Linked DNA regions of Mus musculus: regions 1 and 3 are each linked to region 2. The links are chromatin contacts, called in public Hi-C and HiChIP or PLAC-seq maps. All regions are on one chromosome and are shown on one strand. The core of a region is the stretch at or near the end of the contact, and the rest is flanking DNA. Distances in the headings are between cores, read along the strand shown. Region 1 overlaps Dthd1 (death domain containing 1). Region 2 holds the start of Arap2 (ArfGAP with RhoGAP domain, ankyrin repeat and PH domain 2). Region 3 overlaps Arap2 (ArfGAP with RhoGAP domain, ankyrin repeat and PH domain 2).

Region 1 (3,606 bases), core at 912-3,411, 92 kb before region 2:
ATTATATATTTCTTATATAATGGTTTTGCAGCTCTTTAAAATTTGGTCCCAACAATAATGAGATTAGTAAACCTATAATTAATGATTATTTGTCTGAATTATATTCTGCATGTAAACCTTGTACTTCTTTGTTATGTTAAAGTGTTTCAATGTTCCTATAGGTTCCTAAAGACATAAGTAATTTTTGTCATTCAAATATAATTTCAGGGTTGGTTGTTAAGAGAAAGTACAATTCTTTTGCTATCGTGTTTCTTTAGAAAAATGCTTCTAGTTTTGGATAATCCTGGAAATAAAAATTCATGCCGTGACTTTAAAAAAACTGAATTTTCTTAAAAGCCAAGTTACTGATCTTTATTATCAGAATATTTAACCCTATAATATATCATTTTATTTTTTATTATTATATTTTTCATTATTAAAACCAAAACATCAGATTTTCTCTCTTCCACAAGTCCCTCCAGATCCTCTATTTCTCCCTCTCAATTTTAAGTTCTTTCTTAAAAAGGAAACAAATATACAATATAGCAAAACTCTCCCAAAATAAGAAACCATTAAACTACATCGAAAAAGAGGGGAAAAAAACCCCACAAAGTGGTTGATATACCCAGTGTCAGTCTACTGGAGAAAACTGATTTTCACTCTTCCAGAAGGTATAAGTAAAAATTCACTTCTTAACTTTTCGCCTAATGTCTAGATTTCCATTCATTTCTTTATATAAAAAAAAGCAATGAAATAAATATAATAAGATAAAACAAAAACTATCACACTGAAGTTGATCAAGACAAGCCAACGGAAGGAAAAAAGACCAAGAGAAGACACTTGAATAAACGTCCACTCACTCACACACTCAAGAGTCCCATGAAAACACTAAACTGGAAGCCATATTATACTCACTGTGGACCTGGTGTGGACCCATTCAAGCAACATGCATGCTACTTCAGTCTCTGTGAGCTCATATGAGCTATGCTCACATAGATTTACAGAGCCTTCTTTTCTTGGTGTCCTCAATCCCTTCTGATTCTTAAATTCTCTCTGCCTCCTCTTCCTGGGGTTCCCCCAAGTTGTGAGGGGAGGGATTTGTTGGAGACATCTCATTTAAGAAGGACTGAGTGTCCCAAGGTCTCTCAGTCTCTGCATAATTTAACATAATATTTCTTAGTTGAACTCATTATCTGACTGACAGAGGATGGACCATAAAGCAATATAGATGTTGCTAAAATTGACTTCAATATAGAAAACATGGAACTAAATTCTAACAAACTCTAAAACTGTTGTTAAGTTCAATGTTTCTGAAAAAACAACAAAACTCAAATTACTCTGTTTTTTTTCTGATAGGGTTTAATACCTACATACATACATACACACATATGTATATGTGTGTATTAAATATATTATATATAATCCATATGTACTATATGTATATTTTTTCTGAACTTGTTTTTTTTTATTATCCATCAACAGGGTAATGAATTGTGCTTTTTAAAATAGTAATTATATTTATTCTGAAAATTTTACACATAATATAGAATATATCTAAATCATATCTGTATCTTTCACCGCCCCCCCACACACACTAACTTCTCCTTGTTCTCCCAACACATTTTCCTTCCAATTAATTTTCTATTTACAAACCACTGAGTGCATCTAGTGCTACTCACATGTGCTAGTGACACTTTCATTTTTAATCCTAATATAATTACATAAAATAACTACATCTGAAAACTGTAAGCAATGCTAAGGTGCTTGTGACCATGATAAATTTTCTCCCATCTCAGAATCTTCTAATTTACTTAGTGAAGATTCTTTTAGCAGTTCATGTTTTTGGAAACAAATTACGTTTTTAAAATCATTTTCAGCATGGTAGGGAGTGGGCAATGAAAGTCTCAAACCGAGAGAAAGTGATGCTTTTGATACACAAGCTCTTGCAATAGCACATTCACAGTTCCTTCCTTTAACCTATTTAATGTGGTGGAAGTGCAAATGTTGTGACACTTTTTTTTTTTTTTTAACTAGAAATGGCATGACAATATGTCATGAGTTCACAGGGTCATTTTGTTTGTTTTTCTAAAGGAAGTTCAGTCTCAGCAGAAGTTAGGTCAGGATTGCTTATGTAAGGCTGCCACTGAGGTATTACTCAGAGCTTCAGCCTCAGGTAGACTCCAGCTTTGTGTCTGGAGCCCTGCCTGACTCTATTCAAAGCAAAACCACCAAACAGGTGGGAGAAGTACAAGGTTGTCACAACCCAAGCTGACGAAAAACAAGCAAATGTCATATAGACAGCCATCTGGGTGACTTCAGAAGTGTGTGTTCCGGCACCAAGCAGTCTAACCACTTCCTTCCACTTAAAAACTCAATTTTTTAAAGGTGCTTTCCTTCTTCCAGTGTACAATGGCATGTAATGTCAACAAAATGTTCTGGAACATTTATGAAATGAGTTGCTTTATGCACAACTTAGAAATGCTTTACTGGAAATGATTGTATTATGAGGCCTCAAATTTTCACTTGTATTGATGACATGGTCAATTTCATAAGGGCATCATCTTCCAAGGCCACTAAGACCAGTTAGATCATTTTTCAGACCTCAACTCAACTTCTTAGCCACCATATGAATAGTATCCATGATGTTTTTCCTTGAAGGCATCATGGAGGCTAGATATTTACTATTTGCCTTACTCTGGCTGATGCTTTCCCAGGACTGTAGGCAAAGAGGCTTCTTGTCTTGTGTTTCTTCTCTGCCCAGAAGGTAACTCACTGTTGGTCTTCTGTAACTGTCCTATTTTAACACATTTCACCAATTTTGTTTATTCTTTGATGCTTATTTGTTTCTTTCCTTAACATGTCTCATTTTCTCTTATTTTACCACCTATAGTATAAGCTGTATTCATTAAGGCATTTATGCAGCAAGCATTGGTTACATCTAACTGTGCCAAGCATTGTTCTTTATCCTTGTTGAACAATGAATAATAAAGGAACAGAACAAAGTTCCCCTGAAGTCATAGGGCTTACTTAAATCCTTGCTAAGTCAATCTTTCTGCAATATAGCTAACACACGAGGCTCCAGTGCTTTAGAGAGAAACACAGTTAAATCAAGTAAGAAGGCTCTAGAGTGTTGGGTTATGAATCCAGAAATACATTTGCTATTAAATAGATTCAGAGAAGGCTTTAGAGAGAATGTGAAACTTGACCATGAGATGACTATTGAGGTATTGGTATATAGGTAGATATTAGAAGGACCATTCAGGACAGAGAAATCATTAACACGTATTTAAATCAGAAGACAGAGAAGAGTAACCTAGAAGGAGGGACAGGCTAACTGTGGGATTGCAGGTGAACAAGGGAAGGAGATGGGATACAAAAGCTTGGAATCAATAGCCAAGTAGGCCATGTAGAGACTTTACAGTAGCTGTCCCTTATGACTGCTGTGTATTTTCTGGACTCAGTATCCTTCAGCCTCCATGGTATCATGGTCAATTGTGGATAAAATTATTAATTAGGAATACCAGAGATAAACAATTGATAAATCTTATAGAACTTTTTAATAATAAATTATCAATTGTCCCATATTATTGTTAGCTGTGCTTATTTACACCTTAACCTGTCTAATTT
Region 2 (3,743 bases), core at 600-3,099:
ACCATCTTTCCCGAGCTATCTCCTCACCCCACCCCTCCAAACCCGCATATGAAGATTCAGCAGACCAACTTAGCACTCAGGAGTGGTGTATGCAGTCTGTAGTGGAGAGGCATTTTGCCTACTACAATGGCTATTAAATCACACGTCTACCCGGCAGCACCATAGTCTGTCCCCTGGGAGAGATGGCATCTAGAGATTGTTTTGTAGTTGTTTACCGTGTATCTTCAGAGTTGCATGCTCAAATTATCCAACATTAAAAAAAAAATTGAAAATCTCGGATAACTGAACGGCATGATTAAGGAACTAAGATGGTCTAAGGACACACGTCCAAACTATCTTATAAAAGCAACTGTGAAAAGTAACATGTTAAAGGTTGCCCCCCCCCCCCCCCCCCCCCGCGAGACACCATAACTGATGTAAGAATACTTGTATATTTGATGGCCTGACTTGTTCCGAGAAGGATTTAAGAAGGCTAATGAAGATTGGGGGTGTGGAGGTGGTGGTGGGAATATATGAGCGCTGTTAGGAGAGAAAGAAAAAGAAACCGGGAGCAAAGGGGGAAGATGAGTCCGGGAAAGAGCAACTCACAGAAAATTTGTAATAAATGGCGTGGAAAGTAAAACTAAAAGCAAAATAAATTAATAAATTAAAAATAAAGAAATAAAAAGAAAGAAACAAAGATTAAACAAAAGAAAAATAACACAGACAAAAAGAATTCTGCAAGTCTTTTGGGAGAAAATGAAGGCAATTTGCCCAGGGCCTTCTTGTGAAACCTTCTGTGTAAAGGATGCTGCAGCTCAAGCCCCTCTTTACCCCCGGAAAGATGGTGGTTTTGGATGGCAGTTGGTGATGTGGACTCGTGAAGGCCTGAGCTCCTGGGAAGCCTCTCACCCTGTGAGCTTCACCCATTAGCTTATTTTCATAATAAGGTCCGCATCACTGTAATTGCTTCACTTTCGTCAACAGATACAGCAGGAAGATAAGTAAGTACTTTCATGTTTTGAGGGAGAAACTCAGGTAGGTAATCTATTAAAAACAAACAACAAACTCAAAACAGGAGTATGAAGCAGGTCAGCAAGGATCCTGCTTGTTCTCAGGTAGGTTTCTGGGATTCTCTCTCTCTCTCTCTTTTTGTTTTTCTCATTGTATCACCAAGATCATTTAAGGACTGATTCAAAGACAGAAAGGCCTTCCAGACTCAAACAACCCCCAGGTTTGAGACCTAGTTTCCCAGAGATAAGTGTTCCTCAGGCCATTGGGTGTTATGCTCCTCCTCCTGAGATTCATCTAAAAAAAGGGATCTTAGAATTTGGTCGTAGCGGTGACTGGGGAGAATCCGACTTTGGGTTTGGTGGATATACTTATTCCTGGAACCTAGGCAAAAGGGTGTCCTAGATGTGTGTGAAGTTTGGGAAACACTGAGGCTACAGGGAAAGTTCTGGGTAGTGTAGCGCTTCTGCATTCAGAGGCGGCAGGATCCACCCCACTGGCCACCCGCCCAGGTCAGCGCACACAGTCCCAGCAACGTGTATCTGTAACCCAGCGAGGGTCTCAGCGGGAGGGTGGCAGGGCCAATCCCCCGCCCCGGGGGGACGCGCCCTTCCAGGGTCGCCACTGGGCAGACGCGCTCCAGGTGGCCTGGGCGGCAGGCGCGGCCGAGCGGCAGGCGGGCTGACTCAGCTGCGCAACAATGCTGCCGAACCGGGACGGCCTGCCCCGCCGCCCCCGCCGTTGAGCTCGGGCCGCCCCCGCCGGCCGCGGATCCCCGCCCCCGGGGCTCGGGAGGAAGCAGCCGGGCGCGGCGCCGAGCACCTGGGCGGCCCGGGCAGGCGCGGCTTCCGGGGCTGCGCGCTCGCCCGCGGAGCCCAGCCGCGCTCCCGCCTCCAGGTGCGGCGCGGGGTCCGCCCGCTCGCCGCCGGGGACAGCGCCCCACGGGGACGAGCCGGCGCTGCGCTGCCGGGGCTCGCGGGCCGCGCGCGAGCGAGGCGAGTCCCCGGGGTGCGCTGGCCGCGGTCCGGTCCCGGGTGCGAGAACGCAGCGCTTCGGGACGCGTGGAGTGCTCGGGCGGCTCTGGATTGTGTCGCTCGGATTGCGCGTCCCGCGAGTGGGCGTCGGAAGAGAAACCAAAGGCGGTAAGTGATTAGAAAGCTGCGCTTGCTTCTGGGATTTGACCCGCACGATTGACAGTCCAGTCAATCAGACTGTCTCATCCCCCTCTGCCCCCGACCAAAAACTGCCTGGGCAAGTTCCAGGCGCTGAGTTCTTTTCTCGGTGGAGGTAATGACTTGGGGCTCTGTGCTCCCCCCTGCACCCCCCACACCCTTCTGGTTACACACTTAAGGGCAGCCCTGTTAATTAACTTTAATTACAATCATTCGGCCTCCACCTGCTTGAACCTAGCACTGTACCAGGGGACCTCTCTGGAGTGCGGTTACCAGGCAGCTCTTTCACCTTTAGTGTGGGAAGCAGTTCTCATGGGAGAATTGGTGTCCATCTATTAATTGAAGTAAGTTTTTATTTTACTTCATTCTGATGTTTTCTTTAGTCTTGGTTTTCTTGGTGGCGATCTGGAGTTTCTTTGACTTGGAAGGTTTGTGAAATTATATTGTGAACAATAGCCTTTGATATTTAGAAAAAAATACAAGAAGTGATAAGATACGCTGTGTGGAAAACTGTCTCAGGCTCTTGTAAGTTAGATGAGAGATACCAAGTTTGTCCTTGAAGTATAGGACACTTAGTAGCACATAAGTTTATTTTTTTTTTTAAGTATTGGAATACGCTATTTTTAAAAGTACATTTAATCGGATGTCATTGTTATTCCCAATAATAGCTTTGTACTTACAAGCCCAGTATCGATTCTCTTCACTTAAGCTTTGTGCACCAGAAGTGTATGGAGCATTGCCTGTAAGTGGAAGGTGGCTATGGATGAGGTAACTTTTTTAAAGGCAAGGAATAACGACAAGATTTTTATTCATGACTTTTATACACTTACAAGAGAAATATGGAAGGCAAAGGCACTTGGTATTCCACTGTTTAACAATGTTTAATAGAGAGAAAATAAAAGTGGGTCGTGCAAGTAGGCTATATCCTAAAATGGAAATATCCCCTGGCTCCTGTCCAAGGAGAGATTGAACACATATTTAAGGTGGGTCTTCACACTAAGAGGGTTTTATATAGACTTGATGTGTCGCAGCCATTTTTTTTTTTAAAAAATGTACCTAGATAGTAAGTCAAAAAGCTTGTTAAAGCTAATTTATATGTGTCTGCTGTTTTGTATTCTTTCCTTCCACTCCTCGGCCTGTCACATGCAGTTTTTTTTTTTTTTTTTTTTTTTTGAGGGGGGAGTTGCTTGTGAAAAGAGTAGCTGAGGGTCCGCTTAGAAACAAATTCTTGTTTTCCTGACATCTCAGGTTCCCAGTTGTGAGGCTCATGGGCACTCAATGAATGCTTTTCAGATTGAAGTACTTTTAGTTACCATGGTTAAATAGAACTCAAGTTCTACTGGATTACAGTTTTTGTGTCTCACATTAGCGTTTGGAAACTGAAGTTTTAAAAACTTGCTTCTGAGGATTCTCCAGGTCCTAGAAGGAGACTTTGCTTTCTGTTTTGTTACTTCCTAACACATTAACTTGCAGCTGAAGAACTCCGTGTGGTGAACTTGACCATAAAATTCAAAGTATGAACGACAGCCGCAGCTTTAATAGTTTCTGTTGTCATGTGCTCCACCCTCTCTTCAGTCTTCT
Region 3 (3,662 bases), core at 850-3,349, 93 kb after region 2:
AAAGAATACCATTTTCTTCTCTATACTTACAAGATTGCTTTTTTTTCCCCCAACGATGCAATGATTTTCATTGTTTTCTTTTACTTGGCCTAAGGAGTAATAATTGACAAGTTTTACAAAGGATTTGCAAGATAACCCATAAATCAAATCAAACAATTACTAAAATTTTTGCATAATAACAAAAACAAAATACTTACCAATACCTTTTCAGATTTCTTGAATATTCTAGAGCCATTTTTCCCCATTTGGAATATTTTTCTAAAAGCAGTTTCAGAGATCTAAGGTTTACTTACATAGGGCACTAGAAATTATTTCATTTAAAAATACTCTCCTGGCAAGTATTCTTTGTCTTTTTCTCTCCTACTTGTCAGCATGGTTTACAGATTTACACTCAACACTGAATCTGCTGATACGAGACCAGCTCTGTTGTTCATCCAGCCCTACCTATACAGTGGTACGATTTTTCTGTCCACTTAACATTTACCATAGCTTCCATGTAAACTTTCTACAAAGAGCCAGACTTAATTACTTTCAGAACAATAGTCAGATCCTGTTCATCACATCACTCAAGGGCAGAGACTAGCATCCACTGCTGATTGCATTCCCTAGTACCTGTGTTTAGGACCTGAACTCTTCAGCGCATTCCTTTTAAACTCCCATACCTGGCCCATCAGGCATTTTCATCTGTTTCTGGAAAGGCTGTATTCTTTACTCTTGTCCTATATAGATGCCATATTTCCAGATTGATGCTATTCTATCTTTCCAGGGTCATTTCATTGCCACATAGCAAGGTCTTTTAGTTACACTACCCAAATATTCTCTGTACCAGAAGATCATCCTCTGAGGATGCTGTATACAGTCCCAGCATGGAACTTATGAAGTCCAAGATATCTACTACTTCATTTCCTTGTTTACTCCTTCCCTGAGGAGTGAAGAGTCACTCATGCTTTCTCACTTTTTGTTCAGATTCATCAAATATTTGGCACCCAAATCAGTGCTAACATGTAGTTACTGCACAATAAGTATCTGTTGAATGAATGACTTTACCATTAAGAAACTAGCAGCTTAAAAATATCTAAGTAACTTGTTGGGAGTCTTTGATTATAATATGTGGTTGGTAGAGTCAAGAGCTCCGGGGTACTGGTTAGTTCATAATGTTGTTCCACCTATAGGGTTGCAGATCCCTTTAGCTCCTTGGGTACTTTCTCTAGCTCCTCCATTGGGAGCCCTGTGATCCATCCATTAGCTGACTGTGAGCATCCACTTCTGTGTTTGCTAGGCCCCGGCATAGTCTCACAAGAGACAGCTACATCTGGGTCCTTTTGATAAAATCTTGGACACGCAAACTTTATATGCCCCAGTACAGGGGAACGCCAGGGCCAAAAAGGGGGAGTGGGTGGGTAGGGGAGTGGGGGTGGGTGGGTATGGGGGACTTTTGGTATAGCATTGGAAATGTAAATGAGCTAAATACCTAATTAAAAATGGAAAAAAAAAACAGTATGAGTTATAAAAGCAAAAAAAAAAATGTGGTTGGATCATAAGTCAGTGGTTTGACTAGAGTATGAATTATAAGTAATCAACTACGATTTTAAAAAGTAAATGAATAAAATCTCAGAAAATGCATACATTTCCTATAACGCTTAATTTATAACTTGAACTTCATATCTCCATTAGAAAACATGATATGCAGGGCTTAGTAAGAAACTCAGACAATGAGAATCTTGTCATGCATATCCCCACTCCCACACAGAATTGTGCAACCTTGCAAATTACAAGATACAGTTGTGGCACAAAGCATATTTTGATGAGAAAGAGCTACCCCAAGAAGCACAAACTAAACTCTGAAGAAGCCTGTCTTTCTGGGCCTGATTCTTGGCCCTCGCAAGATCTGGCAGTACCTTCTGTTGTTGAATGCCAGCTTTATAGAAGGAAAAACGAACTGTTTAGAAAGATATAGAGATTAAAGTGTGGCTGTCACCTTTGCCTCTGAAAGGCAAGCACTGGACAGTACCGCTCCAGCAGCCCTTGTCAGCACAGGGCAGAAAACACAATGATTAAAATCGTAGACAGGCGTCTGGGAATGGAATGCAAGCATCTTTCCAAGTCGCAAGGCTGGGCATTGTCAGTTCAGCTTTTCCCATCTCTAGTCCGTGCAGCTCTTGCTTATGAAGACAGATCTGTATTTTGCTTTTTCTTTTCTCGGTTTAGTGTTCATGAAAAGAAAGATTGATAGCCCTTGTTAAACCTCTGCACAGAGCTGAATAATAGCATCCTGGTTTTGTTTTCCGTTCCCCCTCCTCAGCCCTGTGTTTCCCCTGGTAGCTGGCTTTGATTACTTTGTGCAGCCCTTGCTTTCTGAAAAGAAAGTGGTGGATAGGGTTGGCCAGAGTCTCCCATTTTCATTCTGCTTCTATTTAATATCATACATTAACAAGGGATTTATTTTTATTCTAGGCAAAACCTCCGTTGTTTACTAAAAAGTATTTTTTTCCTAAGACCAAAAGGATGTTTATTTAAATGAAAAAAATTACTGATGCGTATTCCTTTCATAAGTGGAAGCTGAATACCATCAATGTAGGAAATTTACAAAATGACTTTATGGTTTCGGGAAGTAATAGCATTTCCTTAACTTCCTCAGATTTATTGTGCACACATGCCTTAGAATATGGGACTTCTCTACTGTGACACTTTAAAAGTGATTCTACTGTCTAATTGTGTAGTAAGCATATAGGTATTTTACTCAGTGGTTAAAGGGAAGCTCTAGAAATTATATCGTGGCCACTCATGGGATCTGTGCCTATGAAAAGGGTACAAGACAGTGCTTTCAGCTCAGACCGATGTCATTCTGCAGGCTCAGTGGATTCATACATAGAGAGTGTGTAGAACATGCATGGTCTGTGCACATGGTCAAGACTGAGAGGAGGAGCGTTGGGAGGCTTACAGTAAGCCCAGGACTTTCTGGATGCCTGTCACTCTCTGAGTTTAGGTGCTTTGCCCCTTGGACGTCATTTGACAACCCCAGTTCTAAATGAGAACATCCACATCCCTCGTGGAATGCTGCAATGCATTGCCTGTGGGATTACAAAGAGAAATTAATAACCCCTCTTTCACTTTCCCCTCATACACTAACTCCTCTGTTAACCAGCCAAGGCCTGAGAATTGCCCATTATGTGGCCTTGCTATCCTTTTGGTGGACATCTTGCAGAAACTGCTTTAACAGTGTGCCTTTGGTAGCAGAGAGTGGTTCTCTCGGATTACTGACAACCACAAATTCACTGCTTCCCAAATTAACAAGAATGTCAAGATTTCCTATCGTGTCTTTTTTATTCTAGATACTCAAAAGACAAGATCAGTACCTAGTTGTCAGACCTCTGGCCCATTTATAAAGCATATGATAATACTACAGGACACATGATAAAACTACAGGACTGACTCTCTTCGAGCCCATATTTCTAAAGAAAATGGAGCCCCCTTGTAATGGCAAATGGGCCACAGGCCATCCACAAATCAATAAGTATCACTGTGTACCAATAAAATTTTACTGTGCCAAGGGATTGTAGAAATTTGACAGAAATTTGGTTTCTATCCATGATGTGCTAATCCCTGCATAATAAGAATTTGAAAACTCCCAAATAGGACACTATGGACACTGCAGATTTTGA

What was found. Hi-C and Micro-C count contacts between places; a contact is called where the count stands out from the background. HiChIP or PLAC-seq counts read pairs in DNA pulled down with a chosen protein or histone mark.
Region 1: a contact with region 2 is called in a BATF HiChIP or PLAC-seq map of CD8 T cells, with 41 read pairs. The contact joins the enhancer-like site here to the promoter of Arap2 in region 2. A contact is called at or near these places in 2 of 39 promoter capture datasets (both in the C10 cell line), 1 of 15 datasets of contacts at CTCF or cohesin (CD8 T cells), 36 of 484 Hi-C or Micro-C datasets (B cells, the C10 cell line, CD4 T cells and 19 more), 14 of 115 datasets of contacts at active chromatin or transcription factors (the 230-238 cell line, CD8 T cells, bone marrow-derived dendritic cells and 8 more) and 2 of 9 other capture datasets (adipose tissue and liver).
Region 3: a Hi-C map of astrocytes shows a contact between it and region 2, with 1.6 times the contacts expected there. The contact joins the enhancer-like site here to the promoter of Arap2 in region 2. A contact is called at or near these places in 1 of 484 Hi-C or Micro-C datasets (astrocytes), 2 of 115 datasets of contacts at active chromatin or transcription factors (bone marrow-derived macrophages and microglia) and 2 of 9 other capture datasets (adipose tissue and pancreatic islet).

Annotation. Positions count from the first base shown.
Region 1 is chr5:62,857,081-62,860,686 of GRCm38.p6, reverse strand. All of the region lies in intron 8 of Dthd1 (death domain containing 1), which reads right to left. Among named protein-coding and RNA genes, the nearest start is that of Dthd1, 47 kb to the right of the region's middle. Within about 2 kb of position 2,161, at least 63 of the 459 cell types and tissues checked have an H3K27ac peak or open chromatin away from gene starts, as enhancers often do. A contact at or near this core is called in the 230-238 cell line, B cells, CD8 T cells and 16 more, where this site is marked.
Region 2 is chr5:62,764,283-62,768,025 of GRCm38.p6, reverse strand. It overlaps Arap2 (ArfGAP with RhoGAP domain, ankyrin repeat and PH domain 2), which reads left to right and starts at 1,849. Exons shown (of 33, transcript NM_178407.3): 1 at 1,849-2,132.
Region 3 is chr5:62,671,453-62,675,114 of GRCm38.p6, reverse strand. All of the region lies in intron 15 of Arap2 (ArfGAP with RhoGAP domain, ankyrin repeat and PH domain 2), which reads left to right. Among named protein-coding and RNA genes, the nearest start is that of Arap2, 93 kb to the left of the region's middle. Within about 2 kb of position 2,099, at least 37 of the 459 cell types and tissues checked have an H3K27ac peak or open chromatin away from gene starts, as enhancers often do. A contact at or near this core is called in adipose tissue and astrocytes, where this site is marked.